Regions from separate parts of the Zea mays genome. Here region 1 is linked to region 2. Evidence: chromatin contacts called from public Hi-C data. All regions are on one chromosome and are shown on one strand. The core of a region is the stretch at or near the end of the contact, and the rest is flanking DNA. Distances in the headings are between cores, read along the strand shown.

What was found. Hi-C and Micro-C count contacts between places; a contact is called where the count stands out from the background.
Region 1: a contact with region 2 is called in a Hi-C map of ear, with 2.6 times the contacts expected there. The contact joins the promoter of LOC100278436 here to the promoter of LOC606486 in region 2. A contact is called at or near these places in 3 of 25 Hi-C or Micro-C datasets (bundle sheath, ear and tassel).

The regions. Positions count from the first base shown.
Region 1 is chr2:5,708,736-5,712,660 of Zm-B73-REFERENCE-NAM-5.0, reverse strand. It overlaps LOC100278436, which reads right to left and starts at 1,744. Exons shown (of 1, transcript NM_001151715.2): 1 at 1,107-1,744. The coding sequence starts at 1,629. The coding sequence ends at 1,192.
Region 2 is chr2:5,452,565-5,456,570 of Zm-B73-REFERENCE-NAM-5.0, reverse strand. LOC606486 (glycosyltransferase) reads right to left here and starts at 1,673. Exons shown (of 2, transcript NM_001112340.1): 1 at 922-1,673; 2 at 264-762. The coding sequence starts at 1,673. The coding sequence ends at 264.

The sequences.
Region 1 (3,925 bases), core at 495-2,994, 260 kb before region 2:
TGTTTAGTCACTAAGGGGTGACTAAAAGGGACTAAATTAATGCTCTTCTCCTCTTTCTTCGTGTAGCTAACAACCACTAATTAATAGGGGTAATACATTCATTATTCACACTAATTAATGTTCTTTAGTCAGGTTTAATCAATGTAATCATACATGGACTAAAATTTAGTCTCTAAAGTTTAGTTATGTGACTAAAGAAACCAGACTAGGTCTCATTAGAGTTTCGGTGAAGTTTGGAGGAGGAGGGACTAGGAAGTGGCCTAAAACATGGGGACTCATGCATGCAAGCGTATGTGCATTTCTATCCCTAGCCATGTTACTGTCAGGCTCGCCTTTTCTAACCATGCCTCGGTGAAATGCCAAAAGCCCGGAAAAGGGAAAAGCTAGCTAGCACGCAAGAGCAGCGCACGTCAAGCCGGCCGGGCGGACGGACGGCGAGCGATCGGCGGAAATCTGCGTACATGCAAACCTGGATCTCAAGTATAGTAGGTTGTGACCTCAATAGAGATGGCCAAACGGGCCGGCCGGCCCGTTCCGGGTCCGGTGAAGCCCGACCAAAAATCGGGCCGGGTCTGTTGAGCCCGCGCGCTTATTTTCTGTCCAAACCCGGCCCGCAGCGGGTCTAACCGGGCCGACCCGACCCGACCCGTTTAGCACGAAAAAACGGGTCGAAAAGCGGGCTAAACGGGCCGGTAAGCACGTTTTAGTGTAAAAAACAGGCTTAACGGGCTTAGAGGTAAACGGGCCGTGTCGGGCTAGCCCGCCGTGCCTAGTTTCCTATCTAAGCTCGCCCGCTTATTCGTACCGTGTCGGGCTCAGACCGGACCTAAAAAGTGGGCTTCGTGCCGGGCTCACGGGCCTCATGCTTATTGGCCATCTATAGACCTCTGTACCACAAATCCGGATCAAGTATCACTTTCAGGTCGATCGGCTGATTTTTTGTGTGTGTGTCGTAAACAGTTATCAGCGAGAGCTAGCATATCACGTTCCATCATGTTTGGTTCGGCTTTGGCGTAATCGAGAGCGGTTTCAGCTACCCGGGCACCCCGGCCGTACTCATCAACAGCCAAACAAACAAATAGCAGTAAGAGACAGCAGTGGCTTACTTTAAAGCCTGGCTTACTTTAAATCTGGTTTTAGGAGTACATGAGAACGCAGGACAAGTCTGATGACCCCCAGTGAATTTCACTCTCACACTCCTAAGGCTAAAATTCGGAGGAATATACTCAGGTCGGATGTAGCGAGAACGCACGCGACTGATCTGATCGCCCGGTACGTAGTGCGCGCGGAGTGGGAATGGAAGCAAGCCGCGTCAGTAGGAGATGTCGACGAGCAAGGCCATAGCACGCGCGACGGCGGCATCCTCGCGCGTCCCCTGCACGGCGCGGAGCGAGGCGTACCGGTGGCTCCGCGGCGGGACGGGCCCGGCGCCGGCGGCCGCGTAGCGCCGCAGCTCGGCGTCGTAGAAGGACGCGAGGCCGCGGAGCGCGACGCACGCCCGCGGCAGGTGGCGCGCCAGCGGCAGCGCCAGGTTGAAGGGCCACAGCAGGAACGCGAACTGGAACGCGCGCAGGAACCCGGCCGCCACCGCCGGCGCGGCGAGGAGCGCCACGTGGACCGGCATCGCATCGGTGAGCCTCCCTGGATGACGTACGACGATGTGCGCTCGCGGCTCGCTTGCTTGCACTGGACCTATCCGTCTGTCTGTCTGTCTAATGTCTATCGTTCTATCCCTCTGTGCTTTGCCATGGCTATATGCTGGCCGACAATATATGGCGAGAGATGTTACCGTATATAAGTGCGCCGCCACTAATTGATCGTTCCTCCTGTTGGATTTGGATATTTCCAGAGCAGAGGACTGGTAGCAGCTGACGATTGTTGTAAGCACGTCTTTGTTCCAGTCATAGCTTGTAACTGGGAGCGAGAGAACAGCGGGCCGAAGCAACCAACCAACAATCTCGCATGGATGTCCCCGTCAATCAGCAGGCCACACAGTGCTGTTTCTATTTTTCTGGAAGGAGCAAGCAAAATCCCTGCAACCGCAAGAGAACAGCCGTGCAGACGGGGAGACACCGTCTCTTTCAGAAACGGATGAAGGCATGCAAGGTGATGGTTTTACACCGCGGACCGTTCCGGCAAACCGATTGCGGGGATTTATACATGTATTATATATGGATAGATAAGCGTAATTATTTCACATGGATCGCCAGGCGCTGCAACTGCAATGCATCGGATTTATAAACAAGACGCGGATGCATCGACCGGCAACGGCAAGCACCGCGTCGCTTTCCATCGGCACCATTCCATTCCATGGACCATGGACCATGGGCAATAACCGGCGGATCGGGCGGTGCATGGTTTTTTTTTTGAGAAATTCGGGGGGAGAGGTACCCCACCTTTTCATTGCCATTAGTAAGGGCCTATACATGGTCAAGTTACATGTCGGATAAGATTGTTACAGAGGAGGAGAAGAGGAGAATACCATCACCCAGGCAAGGGACACATGACGATCCGAGTGAGGTAATCTACAAGACCACAACTCCGCGTCCTCACGGCAGCCAGCCATGAGACGCGTATAACACGGGGAAAGCGAGCGGAAGGCGACATCATGACGGTGTTTCCAGAGACGCCAACAACATAGGAGGAGGAAGGTATTGAAGTGTGCGGTGGGCATGTGAACAGGGGGCTGAACATGCCAAAGTTGTTGCGCATCCTCCTCAGAAATGTTCATCCCCAACCTTGCCCAGAAACCAGCTGCGAAAGGACAACCAGCGATCAGATGCGATGAACTTTCCACAGCCAACGAACAGACCTCGCATACACTGTCATCAACGCAATGTTTTCTGAGGAGGTTCTCCTTGGTCTGAATCCTGTTTTGCACCAACAGCCAGCCGAAGAATTTGACCTTAGGAGGGGCACAATTCTCCCAAATGAATTTATAGTACTCACAGCCTTCTCCATTGGAGACAACTGCACGATAGACAGATGAGGAGCTAAGCTTATGCAATCTGTCTTCCCAGGGACACACACGTACATCTGGGGTATTTGTTAACACCACTGAAAGTCGCCTAGAGGGGGGGGTGAATAGGGCGAAACTGAAATTCACAAATATAAACACAACTACAAGCCGGGTTAGCGTTAGTAATATAGAAACGAGTCCGCAAGAGAGGGTGAAAAACAAATCCCAAGCAAATAAGCAAGTGAGACACGGAGATTTGTTTTACCGAGGTTCGGTTCTCTCAAACCTACTCCCCGTTGAGGAGGCCACAAAGGCCGGGTCTCTTTCAACCCTTCCCTCTCTCAAACGATCCACGGATCGAGTGAGCTTTCTCTTCTCAATCACTTGGAACACAAAGTTCCCACAAGGACCACCACAAGTTTGGTGTCTCTTGCCTCAATTACAAGTGAGTTTGATTGCAATGAAAGAATCAAGAAAACACGATTGAAAAAGCCAAGCGACAAGAGCGACAAATAACACACGGATCACTTTCTCTCTCAAGTTACTAATCACTAATGATCTCTTTTCTCAATTGTGAAACTTGGAGAGATGGAGGCTTTGAATGTGTCTTGGAATGGATTGCTAGCTCTTGTATTGAATGTTGAAGGTTGGAATGCTTGGATGAAGTGAATGGAGGTGGTTGGGGTTGTATTTATAGCCACCAACCACTTCCTAGCCGTTGGGCCATTCTGCCGAGCGCGGACGGTCCGCCCTCCTGGTGCGGACGGTCCGCCCCTGTAGATCAACGGCTGAAAATGCAACGGTCAGCAGTAACGGCTATATCAACGGCTATATTGCATTTAATGCGTCGTCAGATGTCAGACAGAGCCAGTCGCGGACGGTCCGGTCGTGCACCCCGGACGGTCCGCGAGGCCCCCTATAATTCATTTCTCCGAACCCGTTACCTTCGGGTTTTTCGGTTTCTTA
Region 2 (4,006 bases), core at 424-2,923:
ATGTGATCAAGGCCTACGCAAATTGCTTTCATCGCGCCACCCCCACCCCCACCCCCACCGAATCAATTAGGAACACCATAACCAACCATAATTTGAGCAACCAAAGTGTACCTCGTGTCGCACCACGAATCGAAATCTGGTAGATCTATAAGCATGCAACTAGCTAGCATGGGTAATTAACTATCAGGCAGTAATACTAACTGCAGTGCAGGCAAATTTGTATACTTGAAATTCCAAAGTAGCAGGCGAGGTCTCTGTCGAACTTACTCGTGTGGGAATTTGACCTCGTGGAGACTGTCGGAACGCAGCGACCACGCGAGAGCCGCCTGGGCGCAGCTGGCGAGCGGCTCGACGCGGCCGGCGTCGGTGACGAGCGCGAGAGGGCTGGCGGCGCGAGCGTCTGCATCGTCGATGGCGCTGAGATCGCGCACCCACAGCGGCCGCTCCTTGGTGTCCTCCCACAGCGCCCGCGCGTTCACCACGAAGCCGGCCCACTCCAGCCTGCTGGCCATCAGCATGTCGCTCCGGTTCGCCGGCAGCACGGTCTCCTCCGAGACGTGGTAGCCCACCAGCTTCCCCTCCGCGTCGCACGACGGCGCCTGGAGGAAGGACTCGCTGGTGCCGTCGTCCTCGCCGAGGATGCCGACGGGCACGGCGCCCACGGTGGTCACCTTCTGCGCCTCGTCGAACAGCTCCGTACGGAGGATGCTGTTCTCGTCGGCGAACACCACGATGCCGTCCATCCGCTTCGCCCGAATCTCCCTGTTACATTATTAATGAGACGAAGAGGTGGTGAGGGAGATCTGGAATTATGACTTATGAGCAGGAAGGAATCGTGCTAGTTAATGAGCGAGAGGTGATGAGTGCGTGCGTGAGATGAGATCCCATCTCGTGGTTGGAGCATGCGTACAGCGTACGTACCTGAGGGCGTGCATTCGCAGGCTTGCGGTGGAGTCTCCAGGGCCGGTGATGTGGAGGAAGTCGAGGTTGGAGCGGGAGAGCACCGCGGCGACGGCGTCGGTGCGGTGCCCCGGCTCGACGACGATCCACACGAGCTGGGCGTCGACGAGGCGGAGGGTGTGCGCCAGAGACGTGAGCGATGGCACCTGGAGCGCGGAGGTGGTGGTCGGGGTGACGGCAATGACGGGCCTGGCGGGCCCCGCGCCGCGGCGCTTGGCGCTACGCTGCGCGTTCTGGACGGCGGCGAGGATGCGGTGGGCGTCAAGAAGCTCGCTGGGGTTCGGGTGGGGCCAGGCTCGGACGCGGATCGGGTGGCGGCCGACGAAGACGGGGCCGTGGTGGTGGTGGTGCTGCGGGCGCGCGCTGATCTCGGCGGCCACGGTGGTGGTGGTGGTGACGGTTGTCGTGGTGGTGGTGGTGGTGGTGATCGTGGCCATGGCCGTGGCGTTGCCGCCCGCGAGCACGACGGCGGGCGGTGACACGAGCGAGACGAGGTGCGCGGCGGGGTTGATGGGCGGGGTGGGCAGGAAGAGGAGGTAGACGATGAGGCGGGAGAAGCGGAAGCCGACGGCCATGGAGGTGGCGCAGAAGAGCGCGTGCAGCAACAGCCACGCGGCCGGCAGCGAGGGCTTGGCCGGCTCCGGCGCCGCGTCGGGCGGCCCCGCCGCGGACCCCAGGCCCAGCCACAGCGGCCGCAGCAGCGGCAGCTTCATGCCTACCGACCTGCGGACAAGATCCCCTGCGCGCCCCTGGCTCTGCGCTGCGGTTCTCACGCGCGCGGGCGTGCTCCGGCCTCCGGTGCGGTGCTCTCGCAGTCGGTCACAGGCTCACAGCACGCGCTAAGCCAGCCAGCCAGCCAGCGGGCGGTGGCGTTGATGGAGAGCTAGCCGGTGATATAAGCAGCGAGGTGGCAGGTGGCAGGCAGGATAGGCTACCGCTGCAGGATTAACAGGGCGGGGACGACGGGGCGATGCAATTATTAGGAGCGCGGCAGCAGCAGCAGGGGAGGAAGGGCAAGCGGCTGGTGGTGGGGGATGGTTGTGGTGGCCTGGTGGGGGCGTGGGGCTGGATGATGGCCCCTTCCGCGCCCTGGGAATTTGGCAATCGGCAGCGAGGAGCAGTGCCGGCCTGGTGGTCTGGTGCGACACGAAGCGCCCGGAAGGAAAAGGACACCCGAATTGGGTGGGTGGCAGACTGGCAGTGGCATCCAGACTCCAGAAAGGGTGAGAATAATATTTCGGCCGTTAGGCAGGAAAAAAACACGCTTTCGTGCACTGCGCGCCGTCTTAAAGAAAAAGGCCATCATTCCCTTTATGAAGCCCTGACAGCCAGCCAAGGGTATTGAGCTCGGGTAAACGCCTTTGAGCTACAGAGGTGGTTAGGCTATTCACAATGGAGGTTTCATGGGGTGTTTCATGTATTAATTAGTTTGCCACATCAGCTATTTTGATGACATGTCACACCATTTAAGAAGGAAGAGTTTCATGGAGTTTCATGGGGATGAAACCATGTTAACTCGTTTCCAAGATCTTGGAAACTGTGTGAAACCTCCACTGAGAGTGTTTTGTTTCATCTTCATATAATTGAGTAAATTCTATTGGTTATTTATATGTAGCATTTAAGAAGTATGTTGACATATGAAATAGTGAGATGAAACTCTCTATTGAGAGAGGGTATTTCATTCATTCATAAATCTTATGTGGCATTTTTGGAAACAGGGACATGAAATCCCCATCGTGAATAGCCTTACTACTGCTCACAAGCTGAAACGCAGGCATGACGGCATGAGACCATGCGGTGCGGTGCGGCGGCGGTGATAGGTTACCGCGAGGAATCATGGATGTGCGCTAAGCTATGCGGTGGCAGCTGCCGTGTTTGTGCTTCGGATCGTATGGAGCAGACACGAGAACCGACCGACCGACCCTTGCACCCGCAATAAATCTGTTTCGCATTCAGCGCTGCCGCCGTACGTACGCCCCGCTGCCGAACCGGAGCGCACCATCACTAGCAAGGTGGGTACTGTACTGGTATGGTACCGGAGTACGTGGAGGCGTCCCAGGCCGTGGCGAGAGCGTAAAGCAATTCATGAATTCGACCGGTCCAGGACAGAGGCGGGAGGACGCGCCAAACACGGCGCCCGCCGTGTCAGGTCAGGCCGTGGGTCTGAAATGGCGGCCATTCCCAGCTTTTCCGACGGGACGGGAGGATAGATGGTTGGTTTCTATGTAGATATATAGTTTTTTTATTAAGAAATTGTTTTTCTTCTCTCCTATTATTAAGTTGTTTACCACATCAGCAAAAAAAAACTTATATGATAGAGTAATAATTAATGCACCTAGGAACTATGATAGTTTCTGCATTACAAGATTTGTTAGCAAGAAATTCTATATCAACAAAAGAAACTATCCTTCCCATATCAACAAAAGAAGTATTAATACACGGTACAAAAGAATATGGAGAGTGCCAGAGTGGAGAGGATGAAACATGATTGGAGAGAGAGAGAGAGAGAGAGAGAGAGAGAGAGAGAGAGAGAGAGAGAGAGAGAGAGAGAGAGAGAGAGAGAGAGAGAGAGAGAAAGACTGATGATTGGCAAGGAGTGAAGCTTGTGTCGCCATGTTGCGCTACCATGCGACCTTGTAAACTGCTGCAGGGTTTCATGGTCGCTTATTGCCTTGGCCTTTACGAGTGATGGTATTCACGTGCGAGCCCTTATATGAACTGTGATGCCTTGCCGGATCCACGGCACTGCTGGATCTTAAAAGAACGCTGTTTCGGGGTAGCAACTGTACCATGTTCTCCCTGTCATTTACATAGTCTCCATGAAAAGAATTTGCTATCCTTTCATCCTCTGCTCTACCCCCGCTTGACGCTTGAATGTCGTCTGACATTTTTTTCTATCATTTTTCCTTTCATCGGGAAACGCGTCTGCCAGATCCTTGGTCCGGAAACTAGAACTGGCTAGTTGTAGACGGGGTCGAGTTCTCCTTTCGAGCTATCCTCTCCGGATTTTTTGTGATTTCACTGTGCATTAATTCCGAAGAGTTTT